Regions from separate parts of the Lactuca sativa genome. Here region 2 is linked to region 1. The links are chromatin contacts, called in public Hi-C maps. All regions are on one chromosome and are shown on one strand. Each heading gives the region's core, a stretch centred on a gene start, on an enhancer-like site or on the middle of the called end of the contact. The rest is flanking DNA. Distances are from core to core; before and after follow the strand shown.

What was found. A called contact is a pair of places that touch in the nucleus more often than the background predicts.
Region 2: a contact with region 1 is called in a Hi-C map of leaf, with 5 times the contacts expected there. The contact joins the promoter of LOC111904146 here to the promoter of LOC111904143 in region 1. A contact is called at or near these places in 2 of 4 Hi-C or Micro-C datasets (leaf and seed).

The regions. Positions count from the first base shown.
Region 1 is chr1:11,485,489-11,488,807 of Lsat_Salinas_v11, forward strand. LOC111904143 (TOM1-like protein 4) reads right to left here and starts at 1,654. Exons shown (of 10, transcript XM_023899916.3): 1 at 1,496-1,654; 2 at 1,004-1,148; 3 at 668-746; 4 at 457-555; 5 at 272-385. The coding sequence starts at 1,119.
Region 2 is chr1:11,645,409-11,648,727 of Lsat_Salinas_v11, forward strand. It overlaps LOC111904146, which reads left to right and starts at 1,727. Exons shown (of 6, transcript XM_023899919.3): 1 at 1,727-2,075; 2 at 2,943-3,120; 3 at 3,203-3,300. The coding sequence starts at 1,851.

The DNA of each region.
Region 1 (3,319 bases), core at 404-2,903:
CAATATAATATTGCAACTTGGTTTTTAGTGTTTTGGTAATTTATATTGTTACTTAAAAGACTACATAGTTAGCAAATCTGAAAGTTATATATCATAGTAACGGTATTGGCTTCTTTATATAAAAACTTAAAAAGGAAAAGGAAACAACGTACACCAACTTAAATGGAAGCCAAGGAAGTTGGAATTTTTTTAAATGTAGTGCATCTACTACAATGCTTCTTAATTACAAAATCATACTATCACTGGAGTACAAAACATATTTACCAATCACCTTCAAGTCATTGTATGCTTCATAATATTGGGGATACCTTCCCCCTCTTCCCCCTAAAGCTTCTTGCCAAGTGTCTATCAGTATAAGAATCTTTTCCCTCACATTTAAATCCGGCTGCAACATCATATCAATATCAACATTATTTAATCTTTAATGAAAACAAACTAAAGATAGAAATTCCATACCTTCTTCTTTACAATTTTGACCATATCATGCAGGATATCCCGCTCAACGATTTGCTGAAACACATTTTCTCCACAGTTTTTGCTCAAAGTTTCAAGTACCTATTTAGAATTTACAAGATTTTTGAATAAAGTTGGTTCCTTGTAGAACATGTAACAAATATCTTTCATTGTATGATAGAAATATATGACAAAAGTGAAATGAATAACTTACAAAAAGAGCTAGGAGCTGTATTTTTGGATTTTTACCCCCGAGCTTCTTTTTTAGTATCTTAAGAGCATCTTTTGTTTGCCTGCAAAATCAAGAACATAACAGCAAGATGAAATTACTAAAGAAATCATCACCCCACAAAAAAAAAAAAAAACTATTATCAGCTTGTGAATTTCTTCAACAAAGACTTTTTCAGCTACTTACATACCACATGGAAGATACATAACTGTGGCTTCAATTAAATGTATTAAATGGAGAGAGAAAGCAATCATATGTGCTAATTAATTGAAAGATTGAAAATAGAGTAGTTGTGTTATAATGGAAAAAAAGAAGTTATACCCAGGATCCATATTGATAAGATCACATAGCTCGATATTAATGGCCCAATCAGGACCGATCAGCATATCACTTGTTGCCCTTTCAGCACATGCTGCTGCATTATTAGTATTTGACATTTCTTAATTTGTCCTTCACCAGTCTAAACCTGCGATGATCTCCCACAAACCCACAAAAATTAATATGTAAAACCCTTAAAAGTTCAAAAGTACATATCACAACTTCAAATTCGTAAAAAGGACAAAAGGAATTCACATCCATCCGAGAAATTTCGAGATTCAATTGAAGCCGTACAAAATTTTAAAATACACAAAAACCTAATGGATCGAAGCTCCGAGGAATCAATAATATAATTCAAAAGGAAATAATCCCAGATAAATGATGCGATCGTTATCGATAACATCCAAGACCCGTTCAAACCCAAGTAGAAATACGATCAGAATTGGAAAAAGTATGAATCTGAAAAGAAATAGATAGGATCAGGGGATTGCTTACCCGTCAACAAGAATTATGTAACAGAGAAGACCAGAACAGGTTTTTCTTCTAGGAATTTAGTGTAGAAAAAGTAGATAGAGAATTTAGCAGAAATCAAGAGAGAAGGAGATGACTTTCTCTTCGGTCTGTGTATGCGTCACCCCTTCAATTTCCTTTTTCTTATACCATGCCGATATCCGGGTCTCAATTTCGGACCCAAAGGAACGCCGATTTTACTTCTTTCGAGTCAATTTAGGAAATATTATCATATATTTTTTTTATGTTTTGGCATCATTATGTTATATATAATAAATGCAATTATACATTTTTATGGAAATATTATCATAACTATGTTAAATTAAGTATGCATTTTATGTAATATTATTTTAATTTTACTTAATTTGTATAAATTTGATTTTTGATGGAAAATATATCACAATACCTTATTTTAACATGAAAAAAACAATAAATTACCCTTTAGTTTTATATGATTGAAACATCATTGCATAACTAATCTCAATTACATAAATTGTAAAAAATTATTAAATTAATAAAAGAGGTTAATGTAGTCGGACAAATAAGAATTTAATCATTATTGATATGTCTTGGTTCGCAAGTCATAATAAAAAATTACTTAGATACTTTATATAAAAATCGTTTTATTACAAAACTAAAAAATATAGAATTTTGTTATATAAATATCATTTAGTAATTTTGGTCATATTTTGTTTGATATTTAAAATTTAGATTTTTGTAGTTTTCTTTTCCTAAGTTTCATTTGAAAAAGTTGAAAAATAAATAAGAAATAAGAATTAGGATGAAGAATGATTTTATTAAAAATGGGGACAGATAATTGGTCAACCATTCTCATGAGTTGACTTGGGCCGGCCAAACCGAAACCATACGCGCTTCTAATTGACTCGAATAATCCTTTTTCTTTTGTTCAGTTGGCAAGATGGAAAATATATATACAAATCTAGAATATCAGTTTTAATTATAGGCTTACATTTTCATATTTAATAACAATCAGATAATTAATTACTTTATCTTTTTTTAACTTATATAGTTTTATACAATGCAGAATATCAGTTTTAGACGAAAAAAAAAATGACCAAAAGTTTAGTGTTTTCTAATTGTAATTTTTAGTCCATATTAATGGCATCCAAAATAGTTAAGTTATTTAATGATTTAATGGTTTTTTTTTTGTTTTTTTTTTTGTAAACGCATCCACAATAGTTAAGCCATTTAATGAGTTGATGATTTTTTATTTTTTATATCGGAGTTTTAGTAACTTTTTTGGTAACATTTGTCTTCAAAAATCATCTTAATGACATCAACAACTCCAAAATCCTTGTTGTCACACTGGGTTCTTATTCTTTTGTATTTGGAAAAAATGTTTTATAATTACAATAGTAATATGCTTTGAACTTTGAAGAGTAATTGAAATAAAATTATTTTTTTATAAAAAAACCCATCAGTTGATATGCTATAAGTAATTTAATTAAACGAATGAATTTTGTAACTAATATGATTATATGATTACATAAAGATTAGAATATAACTAATAATTTTTAGAGTACATAACTAGAAAACACGAATCTTATTTTTATACATTTTACCTAATAATTCATTTTAAACTCAAAGTATAGTGGATGCATACAATTTATATGTTGTTAATGATTGGCTAGAGGAATATTTTTTAGGTTAATTATTGAAATTCCAAATTGTGTACACTATGGATACTATCATAAGATATTATATTTTGAAAAGCAACATAAATGGGCATTTATTTTGGACTTTATAGAACCAAATTTTTCATGGAATTCATCTCTCTACGAAATGACA
Region 2 (3,319 bases), core at 477-2,976, 160 kb after region 1:
CCTCAAATATGAAGTCCTTGGCTCTGAAATCTTCAGAATAGCACCCTCTTCAGCTCCCTCTTGCCTTGGTCACCTTCTTCTTGCAAGGATAACAACACAAGGATCAAAAATGGCCTCTCCTTCCTCGCAAACGCTCTAGCTCTCTTAGGGTTTCTCTCTAGGGTCTGGTAGCCGCGACTGAAGGCTATAAGAGCCTTTAAATAGGTCCCAAACCCGAGAAATTAGGTTTTCACTTAACAGCGTGGACTCGCCGAGTCCACGAGTCGACTCGTCGAGTCCGGTCACTAATCCGGATAAGAACTTGCGATCCTACTCAGCGAGTCTAAGCATCAACTCGCCGAGTTCCTCCCCAAAACTCAAAATAAATGAATAATATGATATACCTGGGAATCCGGATGTTACAGGCTACTTCAGGTTAAACCAGAAAAATGACTTGATAGGGTAATATAATTTTCAGTTTGTATACATTTAATCCTTAATGTTTTTGTTCACATTTAGTCATTATAATAAGTTTCTTTAGATTTTGTTCACATTTAGTCATTATAATAAGTTTCTTTAGATTTTGTTCACATTTAGTCATTATAATAAGTTTCTTTAGATTTTGCTCACGATATCTTACATAAGATAAACTCGTCCCTCACTTATATCAATAACCTAATTCTCAAATCGATCAAATAATGACAGTGACTTAGTTTTCTCTAAGCTGAAGATGTATTCGGCTTCAGTTTCATATATCTTCATAACAGACAACGAGATTATTTATCTTGGAAGTGCAAATTTGAGTTAGGATGAAGCAATCGCAAATAATCTCGTTGTCTGCTATGGAGATACATAAAACTTTTCGTCAGGGTGTTATTTTGTATTGGAAGTGCAAATTATTTTAGCGTCTTCCTTAATTCTTTTGTGTTGGAAGTGCAAATTCGAGTTGGGAGGAAGTAATTACAAAGAATATTGTTGTTTGTTGTGGAGATAGTGAAACCGAAGTCGAAGACATCTTTTGCTTAGATAAAACTAGAGCACCCACATTATTTGAGCTATTTATGAATTAGGTTACTGATATAAGTGAATGATGAGTCACATATGAGAACACCTCATTAATTATTGTCCCACGCAGGATGCCCGTGAGTAAAATCTGAAGAACTCAGTCATAATGACTAACTGTGTACAAAAACCTAAATATGTATAAAGAATATTGTTGTCTGTTGTGGAGATAGTGAAACCCAAGTCGAAGACATCTTTTGCTTAGATAAAACTTGAACACCCACATTATTTGACCTATTTAAATTCTTATGTTGATGGAAGGAAATCTTTGGAAAGCTTTTAAAAATATGTGATTGAATAAGTCATTTTAAAGTTAAAAAGTAATCTCAAACACCATTATTCCTCTGCATAGTCAATGCCAGTTGACTTAGGGGGTGTTTGGTTTAGCTTTTCACAGCTCAAAAGTTTTTTTTGGAAAATTTACAAAAAGTCAGGTTTTCTTGACTTTTCCAAAAAGTTTATTTTCCTTGTATCAAATCTCCAAAAGTAGTTTTTAAAACTAGTTTTTCCAAACCTCTTTTTCTTTTTCAAAAAGGACTTTTGGCTGCGAAAAGCTAAGCCAAACACCCCCTTAATATAAAAAAAGAAAAATAATAAAAAAAAATTAAATAATCAAAGAACAAAAATAAATCTGGATTTACTAAATGGACACAAAATGAAACTTATTAAAAAAATTTCCCAATTTACTTTGCAAAACATATTTAGTTCAAAACCCTCTTCCCCAATTTCATTCCGAATCAACGAACAAGAACCCTAACATTTTACTCCAATTCACAACTGAAGCGTGAGATCCGTTTGTTGAAGGAAAGATGTCGAATCCACCGAATTCCTCTGCATCTTCTTCTTCCCAGTTCACATACTCCAACAACAATGGCTCGTATTTTCCGATGCCCTTCCACCTTCAACAACCCCAAACATACCCTGCTGCAGCTCCTCCTCCTCCGCCTTCGGTCGTTCAATTCCCCGCTCCACCTCCCGCCTACGCTACTCCATCCACTTCTGTCCCTGGAGTCTACTTTCCCCAGTTCCAGCAGGTAATTTCTGTCAACCCTAATTAATTATTTCAGTTAAGCGTTGATCATTTAATGTTCGTACTTCCATGCCAGTAATTTGAAGAATTACAAGATGATTTTGGAACATTTAGCAATTACTAGCGTAGGGACTACTTAGGCTGCCCCATCAACCACAACGTTACTATCTGACACATATATTGTAGGATCAATTTGAAGGATTTAGAAACCTGCCTTTTCAATTTTCCCAAGTATATGCTCTTAAGTTTGTAACATGTTTATCCATAGAAGTTTGAGACATCGAATAGGCCAAGAAAGCCCTAATGTTATTGGCCAAAAACTGATTGTTGCATTTCTTCGTAACTAAAGGAATTAGTTTTTTCTCCTAAACTATATAAGAATATAAGATCTTGACAGTTGACACTTGATCAAAACAAGGGTGTTTGAGTCAAAATATATGGCTTCAGAGAACACAGAGTTTCCAGTATAACTGTAAAATGATCCAAACCTTTCTATTGGCCAAGATAATCATTAAGAAATGAATCAATCATCTTGAACCATATATCTGGCGAGGCTTATCTTTATAAACCTTCTCAACAAAAACATGATTAAGGAATGCTTTCCAGATATCAGCCAATGAAGTCTTCAATGGTTAGTTGCAGCTTGAGCAATCATAATACATATTACAAGTCATTTTGACTCTGAAGCTAAGGGTGTCATATTGTGGAATGACCAATAAAGATGCACAAAGAAACTCTACACAAAATTGTAATAATTGATCCAAGAACCAAGTGAAAAGTAACAAAATACCAAACCCTGCAAACTGACTTTGTAAGAATCCCTCATAACGCCTAACTGAAACCAAAAGAAATGTTTTTTTTTTGAAAATAGGCACAACAGCTATTTCAAAGGGATGCACAAACAATTACACCTGAAGCTCTAGAAAGTGTAAAGGCTGCACTTGCAAGCAGTGAAGTGGAGCATAAAGCAGAGGTCAAAAAGAGAGCCATACCTCGTAAAGCAGCTGGTCAAGCTTGGGAGGATCCAACACTTGCAGAGTGGCCAGAAAGTGAGTTTTCTTCATCTGATTTGTAATTTTCTGATAGCAAAATCTCATCTTGTTGTTGATGATTGTAGTGATGTTTTTCCAGATGATTATCGTCTATTTTGTGGAGATCTTGGAAATGAGGTTAATGATGATGTTCTTTCAAAAGCTTTTCAAAGATTTCCTTCGTTCAACATGGCAAAGGTCAGTTTCTTATCTCTAC